Regions from separate parts of the Drosophila melanogaster genome. Here regions 2 and 3 are each linked to region 1. A link is a contact called in public ChIA-PET and HiChIP or PLAC-seq data. All regions are on one chromosome and are shown on one strand. The core of a region is the stretch at or near the end of the contact, and the rest is flanking DNA. Distances in the headings are between cores, read along the strand shown.

Region 1 (4,455 bases), core at 1,699-4,198:
GTAGGAAAAGTGTCAATCAAACTCAAGGCGGAAGTACTTAATTAACTTATCGAATCGAATAGAAGATGGTTTTAGCGTAGATATGTTTTAATGCTAGAAGCTGGATCCAGTTAAGTTTTTGACTGGTAATTGGTTAATCTTTTCTCAATAAATACCATATTTAAGAGGGACTAGTGCAAGAGAGTGTTGAACTCGAGCTTTAAATACTGTATGCTTCGCCCTATTCTGATTCCACTTTAAGCCCCATTATCATATGGCACTCTCCGCTTTTAATTGGGCCCCCAGTCGGAGAGTGCGTGTCATCCGCACTCACAGACACACTCACACACAGGGCACCCACACAAAGGGAAGCTTACTTCCGCCATTTTCTATGATGAATTGCTACTTTGGCTCAACGCACGCACACCCGTTCGCCGAAGAGAAGAAGATGCGCAGACGGGAGAAAGGAACAGAGATGAGCTGAGTACATCCAGTAGCTGAAAAGGACGAGGGACAGGAGCTCGCATAGATACACATTTATCCAGCTGTCGGCGGCGTTGACAGCGGTAGGAAAAAAGGAGTGCAGGGAGTGCCGAAAAGGAGCCGCTTACCTGGGCAGGTGAGCCCGAGCTCGGGACACGGGAAGTGCACTTTGGACACGGGACACCAACACATCGGGGTGCTTTTGCCGCTTATTTATGTCTGGCAATCATAAAGCGCACTAAAGAGCGAGCGAAAGCGATATAGAGGCGAGAACGAGACGGTGCGAGCGAGTGCAGGTTATGGCCTTCTATAACTCAGAACTGGGGAAACTCCAGGACCCGGAACCCAGAATTCAGTGCTCCGAACTCGCATGATGCCGCCTCGTTCTGGCCAACGTCTGCGTCCACTTTCGTTGGCTGCTGCTGCTGCTGATGTATTCCATACAAATTGCAGGTTTTAGTGTTTTTATTTTTACCCTCCAGCGCAGGGGTGAAATCCGGAATCCTGCTGACTACGTTCGGGGTGAAGCGGGTGGAGTGGGTGGAATGGGTGGCCCGAGTGGCTGCGTGGGCGAATGGGCAGGCGCATCATCCATCAATGGCATTTGCGGCAAGGACAGCGGCGAGTGCTCTCGGTGAGTGCTTCTGACGTTTTTGTGTCGCAGACACAACAACACTAATATTGGGGGCGAGTGGGGGAGGTCCCAGGATCTGGCTAGCATCCCCCTTCTTTTTTTTCCAAGCTCATGCGGCGAAATTTGTTCAGTTTTCGCTGCAAAGAAAAATCAAAATCTCTGCACTGAGGGGAAAATAACGATCACATATAATTCGATATAAAGTTGCTTAGTTTTTTGCCATTTCTGATATTCTTTTTAATATTATGTAATTGTTTTCATAAATGTATTTATGGCACCCAAAAAACTGTATTGTTTTAGCAACTCTTTCTGCGTTCTATTCTCTTCCTATTATCCTTTTTCTTTATTCTGTGCAAGGTCCTACCCTTTTGCCCTATGCTCTGCTATTTGTAAAATAATAACATAAAATATGGCTGGCCTTGAACAATTTACTTTTATTTTATTATTATTGCCCAGCCTCCGTTGAAACTCCGCTTCAACATGTGAATCGTTCTTTCCTCTCTTTCCTTTTGTAAATGTGGGTGTATGTGTGTTTTCGTGTGGGTGAGATGTCTGCATTGTTGTTGCGCCCCGCTTTTAGCTTCATTAAATTTATGTTGCAACCCACCCGCCGACCCCGCTTACTCCAAATATCCTGGGCCTAGTTGCACGTGCCGCGTGGCCGTAAAACAGATCGTAAAAGTTTATTACTTGCGGCTTTTGTTTGTTACTCTGTATGTGTGTGCTGCTTTCTCTTTTCCCTACGACTATGTGTGTGTGTGTGTGTGTGGTGCGCTCTCGCCTTTTCGATGTGTTTGTGTGAACCGCCGTCGCTGTCAGCTGTCAAATTGAATTTGTTTATATTGCCAACAGCTCGCCGCTCCAACAGGTTTCATTTTCACTCCCGTCCCGGAAATCATTGCGTCATGCTGATATTTTGTATTTTAACACCCCTCCGTCGCCCTCTGACTGCCACGCCCCCTTTTTTCCGGCCACGTCATCCTCAGGCTTTGTGTTTAGGCTGCAAAAGTCGATTTTTGTTGGTTTAGGTCAGTTTAGTTAGCTGGCTTTGACAGCTCAAAGTCGAGGTCAACTTTTGTATGCCCATCATCAGCTGTCTCTGTGTGAGTGTGAGTGTGAGCGAGCGTGTGTGTGCGTGCTCGAGTGTCCCTGTGTGTGTGACTGGGTTTCAGTCGGTGGGTGTGTATGTCCTTACACAGGATATATTTATGGGCCCGCTTGTCGAGACGCTTACACTCGCTGCGACGCGTCCTTGTCAGTTGCCAAAAACATAAAAAATCGATTTTATTATAGCCGTCAGTCTGGCCCGTCTATATAGATTTTCTGTCACCGCTGATATTGCCTTTGTCTGGGTATCGTTGTCCCTGTGTGGGTGTGTGTTGGTGACAGGCTTAAATTTCCGGCGGCTCTGCTAAGGTTTTTAAAGATCTAACAGGGTCAACGTTGCGTATGCGTTATGTGTAAGTTAGCTAGGGAAATTATAAGCTTAACATGAATTTAGATACCTTAACAGATAGTGAACGCTATGTGGCGACTATTAGAGTTTGAATGTATCATACACTTATGCTAAACATTGGATTTATTTGTAGAATGAGTACACAGAAATAACAGACGAAAGACAAAATATAGAATTAAGATAGGCATTCCAATTATGACATCACAAAAGCTTATTTCCAAGTTTTGCAATCTTTCCAACGAAATCGAGACCAAAACAAATTGCTGAAAAAAACATAAACAAAATTAATCAAATATTCACCCGCTGAGAAAAAGAGCGAACTGGAAAGCTTTGCAAAGCTCACTAAATGTGAATTAATTCAAAAAGTTTACTAATCGAAAGTTGAAAGAATCTTTTTAGTCTGCAAAATGTTGTCAACGCAGTGGAACGCAAATAAACAGATCTCTAGGCAGATCTACCAGCTATGCAGGGGTCTGGCCCAAAAGGTAAGGAAAATATATTTTAAATATATATTTATATGTGTATGTAGCATAAATCAATAGGCCACAGCAGTGAACTTGGAAGAGGCCAAACCTTATGCTGATATTCCGGGACCCAGTAAATTGCAATTGATCAGAGCTTTTCTGCCGGGCGGTAAGTGAAGGAAAAGCTTTCCAGTATTCTCTCATTCGAGAATTGTTGATCTTTTGTTGAAATCCTCTCTTAAGGTCTCTATAAGAATTTGCCGGTCCACGAAATGTTTCTCGATATGAACCGACAATATGGAAGTATCTTTCGGATGCCCAGTGTGGCAGGAACCGATTTGGTGCTAACGATGAATCCTCAGGACTACGAAGTAATCTTTCGAAACGAGGGTCAGTATCCTTATAGAAGGAGTTTTGAGGTAATGGACTACTTTAAAAGGGTTCACCGGCGGGAAGTATTCGATGGCTATGATGGGTTGACTTCGGGGTAAGTAAACTAGATTTGAGGAGTAATATGACATTTATAAACTTTTAGAAATGGACCTGCTTGGGGCAAAATGCGCACTGCTGTCAATCCCATTTTGTTGCAACCACGTAACGCCAAGCTTTATATGACGAATTTGGTACAAGTAAGCGATGAGTTTCTGGAGCGGTAAGCAATGTTAGAATTTTCACTAAAATCTAAAAGAACTTCTTTAATTAAATTTAAGCATTCGCATTATTCGAGATCCTGTTACGCAAGAGATGCCAGATGACTTTGCCGTGGACATTCGGCATTTGGTGATCGAATCGATTTGCTCTGTTGCCCTGAACACACATCTTGGCTTATTGGGAGAACAGCGGAATAACAAGGATATTCAAAAGCTCGTCTTGGCTCTGCAAGATGTAGTTGAGCTGGGCTTTCAGCTGGACATTATGCCCGCATTTTGGAAATATTTGCCAATGCCTAATTTCAAGAAGCTCATGCGTTCATTGGATACAATTACGGACTTTTGCTATTTCCACATTGGGAACGCTTTAAAACGGATCGAGGAGGACGCCAAGGCTGGAACACTGAATGAGATTGGTTTGGAAACTAGCCTGCTGGAGAAGCTGGCCCGCTTCGATCGCCAAACAGCAGTGATTATAGCCATGGATTTGCTATTTGCAGGAGCGGATCCTGTAAGTTTACAATTGAATCACTTCAAAATTATTAAAGTTCATTCTATTTCATTGGCAGACTCTTGTAACCCTAGGAGGAATCTTATTCAGCCTGTCCAAGAGTCCTGACAAGCAGGCTCGACTTCTGGAGGAGATCAGGGGAATATTACCCAACAAGGACTCATCGCTGACCATAGAAAATATGAGAAATCTGCCCTATCTAAGGGCCTGCATCAAGGAGGGCATTCGCATGTATCCCATTGGCCCGGGAACCCTTCGCCGAATGCCCCACGATGTGG
Region 2 (4,302 bases), core at 593-3,092, 85 kb before region 1:
TATTTGAACAATATTTGTATTTCGGGAGAGCCTCGCTCTTGGGTTCTTAAGATTAGGTAGCGTTGAAAGAGGGCAGTCAAATCTGCTTAGGTCAGGCTTTAGGATGTTTACAAGAACGGCTGCGCTGCCAAAGATAAACGAATGCTGCGCAGCTGGGATACGTTATGGAAAATTACTAGAGTGCATTACTGATTTCTTTGAAATAATGGAAGTGGCTGGTTTGGACCACCCAAATACGTCACTATATATATATATATAATTTTTATAATTATAATATATAATATTATAATTTTTAATAAATGAACTGCAAGCTAAGGGCTTTATTTCCTGCGACTGAACTTAAGTGGTTATTATAAGTTTATTAAGTGGTTATATATCTTTGGGAAAAATATTTCAGATATTTTTAAATTTGTGACTTCGTGTTTGGAAGTAGCCTGGTTGTCTAGTGTCGCGCCACTAACCAAATAACCTATTTACCTTTTTACTGAAATTCCCACATCTTATTGCACTTCGCTTGAATCTACACCAAATTTCCATTATCTTGATTTTTTGAATTTTCTACGTTAGCTTTGAACCGAAAATGGTGGTTACTCGCAGTGCAGCTACGAAGAAGCAGAACCAAGTGCTGACCTTATCTGACCAGAACATCCTAGCAGAATCTTCGAGGACCAAAGGACCTCCTGTGCCCAAGAAGAATGTTAAGAAATTGCCGACTGCACGTCAGTGTGTCAAGGTGGCTGCAAATCTTCTAGACGCACAAGAACCTAACGAAAATGAAGTAAGAAATATCCAAAGATATATAAATATTTGTTCAAACATTACAAAATATAAAATATTTAGAACACAGGAACCCAAAGGAAGGATGGAAAGCAACTGGATTCCAAATTGAGTTCCACAGTCCAAAATACAGAAGCAGCGAGGTCCAAAGAAACTCCTGCACCCAAGAAGAATGTTAAGAAACTGCAGGCTGCACTTCCGTGCGCCGACGCGGCTGCAAATCTTTTGGAGGAACAAGCATCTAATGAAATGAATGAAGAAGGACCTCCTGTGCCCAAGAAAAATGTGAAGAAACTTCCGGCTGCACGTCAGTGTGTCAAGGTGGCTGCAAATCTTCTAGACGCACAAGAATCTATCGAAAATGAAGTAAGAAATATCCAAAGATATAAAAATATTTGTTCAAACATTACAAAATATAAAATATTTAGAAAACAGGAACAAAAAGGAAGGATGGGAAGCAACTGCAGGCACAAAATTCGAATGAAAATGAAGTAAGAAATATCAAAAGATATGCATATATTAAAATATTATAAAATATATAATATATTTAGAAAACAAGCACATTAAAGAAGGATAAAAAACTACTGGCTTCCAAAACTCCAGAAGCAGCGACAAACGATAATGTAAAATGAAGATACAGATACTAATAATATTAGTATTTATAAAATTCCAATTTTAGGCAAATCCAAATATGAAACCAAGCCTAAAGAAGTCGACAAGGGAGCACAAGTCCAAAAAGTGTAATGACATTCAAAAAGCTGGAAAAGATCACATCGAACATCAAGCCGAATAATTTGTATCACGTTGCGTTAATTGTTTTTGTTTTTAAAGTTCAAAATTGATTTTAGTTGCTTTTATAAGCAAAAATATAAATATAAATAATTAAGAATACCTAATAACAAAGAATGCCGAACAGTGAGGTTACCTTTTAAAAAGCCGTTACACGCAGGGTTCGTTTCCCGGCTAAATGGTTACCCGAGCTCCCAACCTGCCACTGGTTGCGGTGCCGTGTATTGTCAACGTTTTCCAAAAACGGAGGTACGGTCACTCCAGTCTCGGGCGCTCTCATTTTTCGTTCGAATTCTGACCGGGCGGGTTTATTTTATCATTGCTCCGCGACTTCGAATACGAGACCGGTGTTGTGCGCTCCTGATAACTGCGATATATTGAGCGCGAGCGCCATGTCCTTTTGCTGGAAGTAGAATTTGAAAAGTGCAGAGATCACGGCTTGGATTGCCAAGGAACAACGGTGTTGAGACTGAATATATTTTTTGTGCGCTGTTTCGAAATAGAACCGTTAATTGGAATTGGCAGTAAGAAGCAGAGAGGCGGACGATATTCCGGTGAAATCTTCGCCAGGCGGAAACATCGATCAAAACAAAGTGCATGCTAAAAACATAAAAGATTCAACATGTTCGAACTAGAGGATTATTCGAGCGGCATACATGAGGGATTCTTCAGCAAATATGCGGTGAGTTGAAACAAAAAAGGCGAGCTAAGCGAGAATAATAACTTTTCGCGAACATTTCGCCGGCCGGCCACACGCACCCATACACTCGCATGTGCCGAGACACAGACAGGCGCAATTTTTGAATTTAACGTTCGGTCTCCACGTTCCCCACACCCCAACTGTTCCCATACCGACATGAAGAGCAAAACCCACCACCAAGAACAGTTTGGCGGCGAAACTTTGGTTCCACTCGCCATCTCGCTCGCCCCTGCGGCCAAATATTCCCCGCCTCGCTCGCTCCAAAGCTGTGTTGTTGACTCGCCAATTCGCCCTCGCCGCGTTTAACGTTTGTGTGTGTGTGTGTCTGTGTTTACATTTGATCGTTAAACTTTGAAAAATTTCTTTTTCGCCCAAAAAATTGATGATTAATTACAACCGGAACAGCGGAGCGCCGATAAAAAATAATGGAAGTATAGTACCATTGCGTTTGAGGAAGTCTGCTGTTTATTTTGGGGGTTACTAACTCGGCTAGCCGCAGAATTCACCTCTGTTAAGCGACTGTTATTTGCACTTAATTGTGGACATCAATTCACTTTTCACGGGAGGGGATTGCCTGTATTATTCTACTTGTATTATTAAGACACTTGGAGTATTTTACTTTGGCGCACACAGCACAAGTCTTTCTTTTGTTGTAGCCATTCGCAATTATTTGGCTTATTTATTTTCTGTCACACACAGCGGCGGATGAAACAATAGCACACCTTATAATATATTATTTCTTGCAATTTATAAGGTTTAAGAATTTCTTATCTTCATTTTCAAAGAGTAACTCTATAATATAACACAGTATGAGAGGAGAAGGTACCAAAGATTTTTTTTTAACTAAAAGGATTATTTCTTCGGCATAAATTTACTTGTATAATGTTAGAGAGTTTCTCTGGTCGAGTATTCACTGTAGAGTTACGTTATCACATTCTACAGTTTAGCACAGGTTAATAAATTTGCAGTCCTATTTCCTTGGCCGCCAATATGCGCTGAGTACTTTAGTGTGTTTCTCCGCCGGTTCGCTGAGTTTTTCGTCTGGTGGCCTCTTCTTCGGCTTTTGCGTTTTAAACTTTTTGAAGGCCAAGCGTTCACCTCGAATCTCTCGGTTTTCATCTGTTTTAGTCACAGTCCAACCAAGTGGCTAATGATTTTGGGCCAGAAAGTGGGGGTATGGCTTTGAAGTTTGGGCTAAACTGACCGCCTAAATTGTCAGTCCGTCAGAGGAACTGACCTCCAGCAAAGTTTGCACATTTTCAATAGAAAATCAAACGAACGGACTTGGGAAAACACGTGCGCCTGTTACTTGCAACATGCAAAACTCCACACACGCACGCACGCACAATCTACAAGTGTTGCGAATTCCCAGTAAGCGTGTGCGTGTGCGAAGGGGAACAAAGAAAAGCAAACAAAATAAATCGTTTCATCTTGTACGCTTGTGTAAGTGCGAGAACAAAAGAAAACCAAAAAGCAACAGTCGACAATAATTCCCACATCAAAAGCTTTTCTCCCACCTTCTCCATCTCTTTCGCACTGTTCTCTTTCGTCTCCGAGGTTTCGGCAACCTTTGTTGCAGCAACATGGCAGCAAAGAAAGAAATTAGTGAAACAAAAATCAAAGCAAAAAGCCAACAAAGAACAACTTCAAAGTTCAACGCGCTTTCCACTGGGGCCTTTCAAATGGGGCGATTTCAGTGGGTGGCGGCACACCTACCCCAAAATGCGCAGTAGGTGGGAAAGAGATGGGCGCACAAGGATTGTGGGAGGACTGCCACTTGTCTGCATTTCGCTCTGCTGCCGAATATGAGCGCCCAGCTGTATGCCGCATAGATTTTCTCACGGCCCCAGCGCACACACACCCATACACATATTGGTACAAACACTAGTCTGGGGGCAGTTGCTATTACCCATATAAAACTTCAGAGCGCCTAAATCGTGTAATACCAAAAAGATACTTGAAACTATGCAAAGTAAGATATAGACTAATTTAAATACAACTTATTATGTGTCCACATGTCATTTGCATTTTGAAGA
Region 3 (3,997 bases), core at 344-2,843, 81 kb after region 1:
CGAATGGGAACCTGTCAGCCCGCGTGGATGGCTGCACTTGAAACGCAGCATTTTCGGGTGTTTTTGGTGTTATCAGGGGACCGGTTGCAGTGCGTCCTCCTTATCAGCAGTGCCACTCAAAGTGTCCTCAATTGCCGCTACCTTAGGGGGTTAAGCACGGGGAATCGGACCGCATGGTGTGGGTTAAGGGAGGTGGGGCGGTGCAATTGGAGCGCGTGTCTAGCGCCAAATGGGCAAACAAATGCCAACGAGTAGTCCACTTCCCATAAATCTTGCAGTCGAACCGCCGACACAGTGGCGTCAGTGGGTAAATAGTTTGGCTAAAGTGAAAGTGCCACTCCCCCTGGACAGGCGACCCGCCCCCTTAACCCCTATGGCTGCCCAGCAGCTAATCTAATCGGCTGGCTGCCCTGGCGCTTATTACAATTTCTTTTATTTGCCTAGTTGTTGTGCACTTATTGTTGATTCAATGATTCCGATCGCAGCACAATTTCACTCCATTAATGCTGCTTCGACTGTTACAGGGGAAAGAAAATATCCGAACATTTTTGAATGGCTCAAGAAGTTAATTTTGTGTATACGTCTACTCATAGAGCAGCTTTTTAGCATACTTCAATTTTTTCAGTGCATTAAAGGCAAGGGTTTAACCAGTCACCTGGCGGCTGTCAAAAAATTATTTCTAAGGATCTCCGCTCAGCGGAAGTTGCCGTCAAATGATTTTGGCTTTGTTTCGCCCTCGAAAAATCGGGATATGCTTGTGCGCGTGCTCGAAGGACGAAGGAGCCTTTGTGTTTTAACCCTCGACTGGCCGCAATCGTTTCCGGCAGCTGTGGGCGGTTCCTGCAGCTTTTGGGCCACTCGTCACCAGTCGATAATTGTGATTCAAGGGGATCCCATTCCGCAGTCTGCAAATGCAATTTTGTCGTTGCACTGGTCTAAGAAAATGTCTGGCAATTTACGGTCGGCCCCGAAAAATGTATGAACTGTCACCCATACACAGACACAGAGAGGTTATACATATAAGGCGGGGCCATTCCAATCGAAATGTGCAACGCTGCACATCCTTGTCTTCGTCTGTGTCCTTGTATTTGTGTGTCTATCTGTGTGCTGGCATGTCCTGGCCGGCTGTAATGCAATTTAGTTGCCGCTGTTGCTGCTGTTGTCCTGCAGCAGCGAGGGCTTGGCCTGTGTAGCTGTGTAGCTGTGGGCTCCTTAAATGCATTTGCCTTATTGTTTGTGTTTAATAAATTTTACGTGTTGTCTTGCTGCTGTCCAAAGTCCAAGTTGTAGTCCTGCCCGGCGGCAATAGTTGTTTGCTGTCCTGTCGAGGCCAGGACTTTCAGCCTGACACGCCCGCACTTTCGGCCAGCAACAACAAAACTGCCAGATACGAAATACTATATGAAATTTGCGTATTGACAAATAAACGTAGGAGCCATGTAAATACAATGGACATGCCATTGGCAATGTTGCCTCATTCCATCGCAACTGCTGCTGCACCTCGTTTTCTCATCCATATAAAATGTTCAAGAAGTCAGAAGGCATAAATTACATGCAGGTAAATTAAAATGGAATTTATAGCATACTTTGTGGCGCACATCTATTTGCAGAGATGGCTTTCTCACAAGAAAAGCAGGCAGTGGGTGGGTGGCTTTGGCTTTGGCTGATTCTAGATGCAGGTGGAGCCTGGTTATTGATTTGATGTTGTGGCCAACACGAGCCGAGACATCTGGCAGTAGCAGGAACAACTTTGTGGTTGTCAATGGGGAAAAGGAATGGTCTACGAACTCCGAATAATTGAGAGTCCAACTTCGGGAATAACATATATTTTGAAATTTAATGCCTGCAGAGGGAAGGTTATATAAGCCAAAATATAAATCAGCCGTATACGGCAACCTTACAAATAGTATTCTAATATCAAATAAATATTTTATTTCCAAAGCCCAAAAGTTTTCGTTTTCATTAATCACCAGTGCCAAGAATAAGATCATAACTAAATCCATTACCTTTGTTACCCAGAACATCACAGCACAAGACATAGATTTCTTTAGCAACTATAAATACGACAGACTTGTCCCAACTGAGTATAATCCTTTATACATATATCTGGCAGGTCAAGTTCGTTGACTTGCCCGACTCTTGGGGATCACAAGTGCATATATATCATTTGCAAAAGCTTTTCTTTCAACGCCTACTCTCCGTCATGAGTGTACTCCCAAGAGCTTAGCAGCCCGTCTCCCTCTGCCCCGGACGTGCTGTCTCTGTCTGCTTAAGCGTTTTTCTTTCAACTGCACTTTGTTGCACCAATTAGACTAATGAAAGCAATTATGCATTTCGCACTCACACACATGTGGGTAAATGCATGCATGTGGATATGCAGAGAGTGCATAACATGTCAAGTAGAAACAAAGTCCATTTGGTTTATTAATTTACCATACGACAAAATAATTAATTACTGTCACGCCTTTAAGTTGTCGCCCCATCCCCGGCCCCTAGTCACTCGCTCCGTCTCTTTCTATCGCTGGGCTGGCCGTCTCTTTCTTTTTTGTGATTCCTGCCTTCTGTCTGCTGTCTTCCGTCCCTGTGGCAACTTGACTCGCTCCACTTTTTTGCCAGCATATTTTCACTTTGTTGTGTGTTTATTTAAACTTGGCAAATGAATTTAAAACAATCATCGCACACTGATGTGTGTGGAGTGTGTTGGGCGGGGGGCTTGGGGTTTACTTACTCCTTTTCTCCCCCTGCTGACAAGTGGAAGGCCCACGGGCCCGGGCCCCAAAGAGAGAGGGAGAGAGAGAGAGAGACCCCCATTTAATTGGACCTGGGCCCAATGATGTCAACATGACTGCAACGCCGTGACACATGGCACAACAAGCCCAAGAAGTCAGGTCCCGCTTTGCACTCACCGTCTCTGTACCCCACATTCAACATACACATGAGGCACCAACAACGGGCAACCAAGCGATGCCAGCGATGCCGACGCCATTAACAACGCCAAATGCGACGCCATTTGTGAAACAAGCCAACGGCAACAGCAACAACAGCAACATCGCCAACTGCAGCAACACCAACTACACTTGCAACAGCGACGGCAGCAACAACAACCACGTTGGCAGCAAATTGCAGCGGTGAAAATTGCATTGCCACAGCGAAGAAAAGGCGACTGCTGGCCATTATACAGATTTTTTCCAGTCTAAGCAAAGCCAAATGAGTGTTTCTCCGTCTCTACCCTCTCTTGACAGCCCACACTGATAAGGTGAGCTAGAAGGCCCAGCAATAATCGCAATGCTGCCCCATCCGCCAAGTGTTGTGGCGGAAAATCATAATAATATGCAGCGTGGCCGGAAAGAAGATGCCCTACGTTTTAGTGGGACGGTAAATAAGTAGCACAAGATATTTAAGTCTTTTCAAAATACCTTGTTCAAAGATATAAATATTTTTAAAAATAGTTATCTAACGAGTACCACATGTACTGAGTGCATTCTTTAATCTGAATGCTTAAATCGTTGTGCAGCGCATTGCAGATTCGTCTTGAGCCGGCACCTTGAACCATGCCACACACTAAGCGCCGTTGCAACATGACTCGCTGACAACAATGCAACTCTTTCATCGCGACTGCACCTAATGCCCCTGCCCCACCCTTCCCGCCAGTCTTCTTCGACCGCCCTCTATGGCTTCCTTTTGGCCATTTTGCCACGGCTTAACATTTCGCGCTCTCCGCACTTTTTTTCGGGGGTTGCAAGTTGCCCGTTGCAACGGCAACGCCAAAATGTAGGCCCAAAAGCAGAACAGTACAGAACGGCAATAGCAGACAGCCGGAAGAAAATTGCTGGTGAGGGAGGGTTTTTCGCTGGTCAGAAGAGGGGGGGGGGGCAGCTTTAAATGGAGAATGGAAGCGGACCTGGGGCATATGGGCAAACTGAGAACAGCAAACTGCACACACATGTGGCTAACAGCTCGAGTAGGCGGAGCACGCGAAATGAGGCCTTTTTTCTTG

The links. ChIA-PET counts read pairs in DNA pulled down with a chosen protein or histone mark. HiChIP or PLAC-seq counts read pairs in DNA pulled down with a chosen protein or histone mark.
Region 2: a contact with region 1 is called in an RNA polymerase II ChIA-PET map of the S2 cell line, with 4 times the contacts expected there. The contact joins the promoter of jumu here to the promoter of Cyp12e1 in region 1. A contact is called at or near these places in 3 of 107 Hi-C or Micro-C datasets (the Kc167 cell line and the S2 cell line) and 1 of 6 datasets of contacts at active chromatin or transcription factors (the S2 cell line).
Region 3: a contact with region 1 is called in a CP190 HiChIP or PLAC-seq map of the Kc167 cell line, with 2.5 times the contacts expected there. The contact joins the enhancer-like site here to the promoter of Cyp12e1 in region 1. A contact is called at or near these places in 17 of 107 Hi-C or Micro-C datasets (the Clone 8 cell line, the Kc167 cell line, the PNm cell line and 9 more) and 1 of 6 datasets of contacts at active chromatin or transcription factors (the Kc167 cell line).

The regions. Positions count from the first base shown.
Region 1 is chr3R:10,431,841-10,436,295 of dm6, forward strand. Cyp12e1 (Cytochrome P450 12e1) reads left to right here and starts at 2,949. Exons shown (of 6, transcript NM_141746.4): 1 at 2,949-3,037; 2 at 3,095-3,185; 3 at 3,260-3,503; 4 at 3,552-3,668; 5 at 3,727-4,177; 6 at 4,236-4,455. The coding sequence starts at 2,960.
Region 2 is chr3R:10,348,340-10,352,641 of dm6, forward strand. jumu (jumeau) reads left to right here and starts at 1,843. Exons shown (of 3, transcript NM_079578.3): 1 at 1,843-2,248. The coding sequence starts at 2,189. CG31406 reads left to right here and starts at 422. Exons shown (of 5, transcript NM_169341.3): 1 at 422-778; 2 at 841-1,143; 3 at 1,206-1,268; 4 at 1,329-1,400; 5 at 1,457-1,671. The coding sequence starts at 581. The coding sequence ends at 1,570.
Region 3 is chr3R:10,514,573-10,518,569 of dm6, forward strand. All of the region lies in intron 11 of hth (homothorax), which reads right to left. Among named protein-coding and RNA genes, the nearest start is that of mir-4944, 3.4 kb to the left of the region's middle. Within about 2 kb of position 1,594, at least 14 of the 39 cell types and tissues checked have an H3K27ac peak or open chromatin away from gene starts, as enhancers often do. A contact at or near this core is called in the Kc167 cell line, eye imaginal disc, larval brain and 1 more, where this site is marked.